Linked DNA regions of Mus musculus: region 1 is linked to region 2. A link is a contact called in public HiChIP or PLAC-seq data. All regions are on one chromosome and are shown on one strand. Each heading gives the region's core, a stretch centred on a gene start, on an enhancer-like site or on the middle of the called end of the contact. The rest is flanking DNA. Distances are from core to core; before and after follow the strand shown.

What was found. HiChIP or PLAC-seq counts read pairs in DNA pulled down with a chosen protein or histone mark.
Region 1: a contact with region 2 is called in an H3K27ac HiChIP or PLAC-seq map of microglia, with 5 times the contacts expected there. The contact joins the promoter of Zfp599 here to the promoter of Cdc37 in region 2. A contact is called at or near these places in 1 of 39 promoter capture datasets (pre-B cells) and 1 of 115 datasets of contacts at active chromatin or transcription factors (microglia).

Annotation. Positions count from the first base shown.
Region 1 is chr9:22,258,151-22,262,152 of GRCm38.p6, forward strand. It overlaps Zfp599 (zinc finger protein 599), which reads right to left and starts at 1,745. Exons shown (of 5, transcript NM_181419.3): 1 at 1,607-1,745; 2 at 1-21. The coding sequence starts at 1,609. It overlaps Gm39307 (predicted gene, 39307), which reads left to right and starts at 1,952. Exons shown (of 2, transcript NR_166680.1): 1 at 1,952-2,274.
Region 2 is chr9:21,147,997-21,151,830 of GRCm38.p6, forward strand. It overlaps Cdc37 (cell division cycle 37), which reads right to left and starts at 1,938. Exons shown (of 8, transcript NM_001378796.1): 1 at 1,760-1,938. The coding sequence starts at 1,861. Gm35977 (a long non-coding RNA gene) reads left to right here and starts at 1,972. Exons shown (of 4, transcript XR_870568.3): 1 at 1,972-2,150.

The DNA.
Region 1 (4,002 bases), core at 495-2,994, 1.1 Mb after region 2:
GTCTTCAAATGATATCAGCCCCTGGAATGACATGTTTCTCTTGAACCCAAGCGGTCAGCTTTTGGAACAGAAAGTGGGGTCCATTCTACTCTGTATGTGTTCCATAGCAGGGTTCCATGGAAGGTGACGTTTGATTTGTCTCATGGGAGAAAGAAAACTCAGCATCGAGGTCTGTTAATGTAAAGATGTCAGAAAATATGGCCAGAGTGTTCCAAAGGATTTCAACACGGACAGTTATACCCTGGCTTCCCTAATTAAAGTCTCCAGGTCTACTGATATCTTTCATTTCCTGGAAGGGGATGGCCCATGCACCAACGGACTTCAGTATTAAAAGCGGTTATTGAATATGGAAAAGCCCAGAGCTCTGGAAACGAGGACATCTTCCCAGATCTCAAAAGAAGAAGAGAGCCTGTAACCACCTCCATGACCTAAAATCTTCACCCGTATGTGGGAAGGGCTGGAAAAATGGAACTATTCACAGACACCACTTGGGTGCTCTCTTCAATGGCTGTTGACAGCTTGAAGTCTAACAGAGTCACGCCAGATATTGAATGTATCAGATAGCAGGACTCCTAAACTCTAAACAAAACTATAAAAATTGTGTGTGAGCCGGGCGTGCTGGCGCTCGCCTTCAATCCCAGCACTCGGGAGGCAGAGACAGGCGGATTTCTGAGTTCGAGGCCAGCCTGGTCTACAAAGTGAGTTCCAGGACAGCCAGGGCTACACAGAGAAATCCTGACTCAAAAAAAAAAAAAAAAAAAAAAAAAAAAAGTACTCTGTTCTTAGTATGAAAATTAGTGCAAACATTTTATAAATTTATAGTCCAGTTCCTTAAAGCCGTAAACATAGAACTACCAAAGGACCCAGCAATCACTACCGCCGCGATGTATCTAAAGGAACAGAAATCTGAAAGTTAGAAAATGGCCTCAAGGATGAAGATCAGACAGAGGACCAAGGTCATTCCCAGCTACATAAGAACCTGTCTCAACGAAAGTAAAACAGCACTCCTTTAATCCCAGCCCTGGAGTGGCAGAAGCTGGGAGATTTCTATGAGTTTAAGGCTAGCACAGTCTACATAATGAGTTCTAGGCTAACCAGGGCAACACAATGAGACCCAGCTGCCAAAAGAGTAAAAGGCTTCACATCCATGTTCACGGTGACACAGTTCAATCCCAACGCCGACACAGAAAATGGAAGTGCTTCCTAGGGGTGGGTTCCGAGTTCATGCCACAGATAGATGGGGTTCCAGGATCCTGGGAAACGGAATAGAGCCCGAGGTCCCAGGGACAGGATCGTCTAGGCACCAGACTTAACACCCCAAACTCCAGATACAGCGTCTCAGGAATTGAACTGCGGGGACCATGGGGACAGAGATGTGTGGCCAAGGGGCAGAGACAACAGAGAGCCGATCGACTGGGTCCAGGTTACCGTTTCCCGTGCAGGCCCGCAAGTCCCAGGCTCCGGGCCAGAGCTGCGGCAAGCGCTGCAGCAGGGCTCGGGTCCCTGCAGGGACCAGGGACGGGACAGGATTCCTGGAGCCCGCTCAGCCCCAACCCCGCAGCCCGGGGACAAAGGGGCTCGGCTTCTGGACCTGCCACAGACTCACCATCTCAGGATTCCGGGACACCCAGAGCTCTCACTGTGGTTCTCAGTGGGGAAATGTGACACGCGGCGGCAGGCAGAACCTCTCCGGACTTCTGGGCGAGCGCGGAACACCTGGACAGGATCCAACACGGAGAACATGTGGGACAGTGGGGCAGGAGGTAGTCAGAGCCCAGGACTACAGAAGACTGAGGCCCGCCCCTACTCTCTGTCTGTGTGTCTGATTGGACATTTGTCGTTACGGTTTTCAGAGACAGAGCTTCCTGTCTCACCTTCTCAACCTTAAATGTCACCAACCATTGGTGAATTTAAAAAGATTGACAAGTTCTTGGCTGTATTGTAAGGCAGGGCTTCCTATAGGAAAACCAGCGCCAACCTCTACTTAAGGTTATATCATCTAATGTGTATTTATAAAGAGAAATAGTAGCATTACTTTTTTTTTTTTTTTAAATCTCTCTATGTAGTCCTGCTCTGGAACTTGCTATGTAGACTAGGCTGGCTGTGAACTCACATAGATCTATCTACCTGTCTCTGCATTCCCTGTGATGGGATAAAAAGTGTATGCCTCTATTATTTCCACAACTGGAGAAGACCACCGACCAGATCATCAGGGCCAAATTAATTAAAGCAAGCTTTTAAAAATTCCTGCCCACGGGATGTCTCTCCCCAAAGGTAGGTTTCAAGAGTTCAGCATTTGGACATGGGTAAGATTAGGGCTTTTATAATTCAGAAGCAGGGAGTTTACAAATGGAGGATTTGACAGGCAGATAGTTGGAGTTACAGAAGCAGAACATAAATGTAACAAGTTGGTCACAGTAACTTTTAAAACAAAAGCATGGTTGACTTTCCCCGGAGCAGGCAGTACAGAACCATTTGTACTTAGGTACAGTCGGGATGTAGTCCAATCCTTGAGCAGATTTATGCATAAATAGGAATGAACCTAATTTGTCTTTATTATAAGATGGCTTGCAAACCTAAGCTGGAGGCAGACTGGCTGTGACTGTCTTTGTAGAAGTCATCTTTATGATTATAAAAGTATGTGTTCATGTAGTATGAAATAAACTCAGATAAAATTTAAGCATATAAAGCATTGTTCAATACTATAAATGGTCAAATGTTAAGTGTTTTATGTCTTAATAATTCTTGGTTAATAGACTATAAGTGAACAAATTTATTTTTTTAGATTATAAATGATGTGACATTTCCCCCCAGTTCTACAAACTCCATTATCAAATGTGCTAATAGAAGGTTGAGAGAGAGAGACAGAGACAGAGACAGAGAGACAGAGAGGGAGGGAGAGAGAGAGAGAGAGAGAGAGAGAGAGAGAGAGAGAGAGAGAGAGAGAATTTTCTGCCCAGCTAGTTACATTTCTGCACTTGCTGGTTTAACATCACAGTCTTGTGTGGAATGTGCCTACGTCTGAAACAAACATGAATAAGATAAAGAGAATGCAGCCAGGCGTGGTGGTGAATGCCTTTAAGCCCAGCACTCAGGAGGCAGAGGCAGGTGGATTTCTGAGTTCAAGGCCAGCCTGGCCTACAGAGTGAGTTCCAAGACAGCCAGGGCGACACAGAGAAACCCTGTCTCGAAAAACCAAAAAACAAACAAACAAACAAACAAACAAACAAACCAAAACAAAAACCCTATCAATCTTTTCAGGGTTTACATAGCTGATGAGACTCTACACACAGTGCCAACAACAATTAGCATGACACAGAAGAACTATACAAAAGCCATCCCCAAAGCAAAATTTAGAAACTTTAGTTTGGTGGAATAAGTCTATTCAAAATTTTAAATCTCTCACAAAATTGAGAACGATACTAGCCTAATCTTGAAAGAAAATATTTTATCAACTGTACAGAATGAGGAGACACTAACGTGGGCAGCAATGAAGAGAAACCATAGAAGTTTTGTGCTTTTTTTTTAAATGTGCCTTGCTCCTTTGCTCTTACTAGAGTGTCTTTACCAGCTGTCAACAGTGTCATTAAGTGTGTAAACACAGTTATCTGACACTACAAAAAAATCTAGAAACACCAGGGTGGAAGGAATCACAAAATGCTGTATGGTATATACAATAAGGAACAAATATTTAACAATCTTTCAGAAAGAGGAAGTTGGTGTCTGGAATAGAGACAGTTTGGTAGAAGTTTACAAAATTGTTGCCAGACCTGGGAGGACCTGGGTTTGGGGGTTACAGTTTATTCAACTGGCAGTCTCAGCCTGTATGCTAAGAAGCCACTGACCCACCCTAGTCATCCTTCAGCAACCTGAAGTGAGATTAACATTTAAATAAGAGGCCAGGGATATGCACACATGAACAGTCCTGGTCAAGGTGTGTTCTGCCCACCACCAAACAACTATTGTGTGATGTTGTCTCCAGCAAGGCATTTTGACAAGTCT
Region 2 (3,834 bases), core at 688-3,187:
CAAGGCAATGCCATACAACTGAACTCCAGCCCATTTGGTTTTTGATATTGTCTCATGTAGTCCAGGCTAGCCTAGAATTTGCCCTATATCGAGGACTGACTCTGAATCCCAGATCCTCCTTCCTCGTCCTCCTCCTAAGACCTGAGTTTACAGGTGTGCTACCATGCTCAGAAAGTAAGGTTATGTGGGAACATTATCTGGGAGGTCCAGAGTTAACTAGGATGCTCTGAACCCTGGAGAGAGACAGATGAAGCTGGAGGGAACGGGCAGGTAGGACAGGACAGGCTTGGTTTTCTGGGTTGGTGAGCTGTCTTTTCTTTCTCTTCCTCCCCTCCCCCCTCTCTTTATCCTACCCGACTCCCGGCCCCATCCCTCCAGACAGGGTTTCTCTGTGTAGCCCTAGCTAGCTGTAGAACTCTCTGTAGACCAGGTTGGCCTTGAACTCACAGGCCTGCCTGCCTCTGCCCCCTGAGAGCTAGGATTAAAAATGTGTGTCATCATCATCTGGCTCCTGGTTTGGTGAATTTTCAAAGATGGCTACAGTTCATATAGGAGCCAAGGTGGGAAGGAGAGGGTCTACTTACTATACTAGAAGGAGCAGAGGTTCTAACAGGAAGTTAGGTGGGTGGGGTTTCCTGGAGTAACAGGAAATAAGAGTCTACAGGAGGTGAGAATAAGGAGAGCCACTGGAACTGAATGATGGGCAAGAGTGGAGATGGAGGTCAAATACAGAGGATAAGGGGGCTCTACAGGTATGTCCCATGTGGGACTCAAGTCTATAACCCAGGGAAAGGGATCCTGGACTGGGGAATCCCAGCTGCAAGCTAAGATTGACAGTTAAATTAAGGGCTCATTTAGTTTGGAAGTTGGGGGGGGAGGGGGTCGTCTCTGGGCCTTTAATAGAAATTCATGCCTAAGATCCTGGGAAATAGATGCCATAGTCAGAAGTTTTGTGGCTCCAGACTCTAAGTAGTGAGGAGAGGCAGAAGGGAGACGTGCAATATGAAGTGGGTGCGTGGCTGGGCTATGAGATCACCTAACAGAACCTGGGGTCCAGACTCTGAGGAAGAACAGAAGGTTCTGCACAGGATAGTGGGGACCCTACACACAAGGGTCAGCTTGGGGATGGGGAGAGGCAAGACTCTGACTAAAGTATTACCAACTGATAAAATGGCTCAGAGTGTAAAGGTGCTTGTGGCAACGTGGGGCGACTGGAGTTCCACAGCCAGTTCCAACATGGTGAAAAGAGAGGCCCAACTTCTACAAGTTATCCTGTGATCACCATAGGCATGCTGTGCCACGTGCACACGGGAACACACACAATAAATAAACTTACAAACAGAAGAGAACCATAGCACAGAGAGAACGCCTGGAGATACAGGTCAAGAATTACGGTGAAGAAGCCAGGAGTCCTGGGATGGAATTAAAAAGTCCGGCCCTGCATGAAGGCACATGTCTCTAATCCCAGTACTGGGAAGGCAGAGGCAGGAGGATCACTGTGAGTTAGAAACCAGCCTGTTCTACACAGCAAGTTCTAGGCCAGGGAAGGTTACACAGTGAAATTTTGTTTCAAAAAAAAAAAAAAAGAAAAAGAAAAGAAAAGAAAGAGAAAAGTCTAGATTGTGGAGCAGGCGGCTCCAGATGTCAATAACTAAGGTCTCCCCCGCCCCCACGCCAGGTGGCCTGGGGAAGAGGTCAGAACTCTAGAGCGGGGGGTCCCGGGAGTGGGGGGGAAGGGGATGAGCGCGCACAGCCCCACCTGGTGCCGCCAGCGGAAGAGGCTGGCAGTGTCTATGTTGGGGTGCGTCTCGTCCTCATCGTCCGACACCTCGATGTGATCCCAAACGCTGTAGTCCACCATCTTCGCTTCGGAGGCCCGGACTGGCTCCCGGGGCTCCACACGGCCGGGCGCTGAACAGGGACCCACAAGGGCTAGAGAGTCCGCTCGGCGAGCCCCGCCCCTTCCGCTTCCGCCCAGGGCGCCGCGCAGGACGGCCCCGCCCCAGCGTCGGCGCGGGACGTTACGTCCTTAGCAACGGGAGTCGGCGGCATTGGCAACCGGAGGTCTTCTTTAAAGGGCCAGGAGTATGTGGTGAGGCCTTCTGGAAGTTCCCGCCGAAACCAGACTGACCATCCTTTAGAAACAAAAGGTTAGTCGCGTTGGGCGTGGTGGCCCACGGTAATCCAAGTACGCTAGAGGCAAAAGCAGGTGGCTCTCCAGGAGTTCTAGTCCAGCCAGGGCTACATATTGACACTGTCAAAAAGTCAAAATTGGCTGGGCGGTAGTGGCGCTATGCCAGTACTCCGGAGGCAGAGGCCGGCGGATCGAGGCCAGCCTAGCCTACAGAGTAATTTTAGGGACGGTCAGGGTTGTTATACAAACAACACTCTAAAAAAAAAAAGTCAACATTGCATACACTAGCAAGATTTTATCGAAAGGACCCAGATGTAGCTGTCTCTTGTGAGACTATGCCGGGGCCTAGCAAACACAGAAGTGGATGCTCACAGCCAGCTAATGGATGGATCACAGGGCTCCCAATAGAGGAGCTAGAGAAAGTACCCAAGGAGCTAAAGGGATCTGCAACCCTATAGGTGGAACAACATTATGAACTAACCAGTACCCCGGAGCTCTTGATTCTAGCTGCATATGTATCAAAAGATGGCCTAGTCGGCCATCACTGGAAAGAGAGGCCCATTGGACACGCAAACTTTATATGCCCCAGTACAGGGGAACGCCAGGGCCAAAAAGGGGGAGTGGGTGGGTAGGGGAGTGGGGGTGGGTGGGTATGGGGGACTTTTGGTATAGCATTGGAAATGTAAATGAGCTAAATACCTAATAAAAAATGGAAAAAAAAAAGTCAAAATTGAGGCTGGAAAGTTGGCTCAATAGTTTGGAGACTGGCTGGTCTTCCAGAGCACCCGGATTCTGTTCCCAACACCTACATGGCCACTCACACCCATCTGTAAGTCCAACCCAGGATATATATATTATGTCCCCATTTGGCCTTTGACTACACCAGGCATGCATGTGGTGGACAGATATACTTGCAGACAAAACATTAATATACAATTTGTTTTTTTTAATCATGTTTGCCCTTAATTCCCACCCCACCCCCACCCCCACCAGAGTCTCACTGTATATAAGACAGCTCTGGCTGTCTTGGAATTCACTATGTAGACCAGGCTGACTTCAAACTAACAGATCTTTCTACCTCTTCTCCCCAGTGCTGGGGCTAAAGGTGTGCCCCACTACACCAGATCTGCCCTTAAATTTTAAAAAATATTTATTTGTTTGTTTGTTTGTTTGTTTGTTTTGAGACAGAATTACTCTGTGTAGCCTTGGCTGTCCTGGAACTCACTCTATAGACCAGAATAGCCTAGAACTCAGAGCTCTGACTGCCTCTGCCTCTGAAGATTAAATGCTGGGACTAAAGGCATATAGCAGGACCACCTGGCTAAATAAATAAGTAAATAAATAAAATTTTAAATTACATCTTAGGGGCTGAAGCGACCACTCAGTAGTTAAGAGCACTGGCTGCTCTTTCAAAGGACCCAGGTTCAATTCCCAGCACCCATATAGCAACTCACATTTGTCTGTAACTGCAGCTCCAGAAGGGTTGATACTCACACCGACATATATGCAGACACAATACACATAAAATAAATAAGTCAGGGTTTTTTTTCTGTTCTCCCCAACACCCTACCCCCAGAGAGGGATTCTTAGTGTAACCAGCTGTCCTGGACTTGCTTTGTAGACCAGGCTGGCCTCAAACTCAGAGATCCGCCTGCTTCTGCCTCTCAAGTGCTAGTATTAAAGGTGTGCACCACCATGTT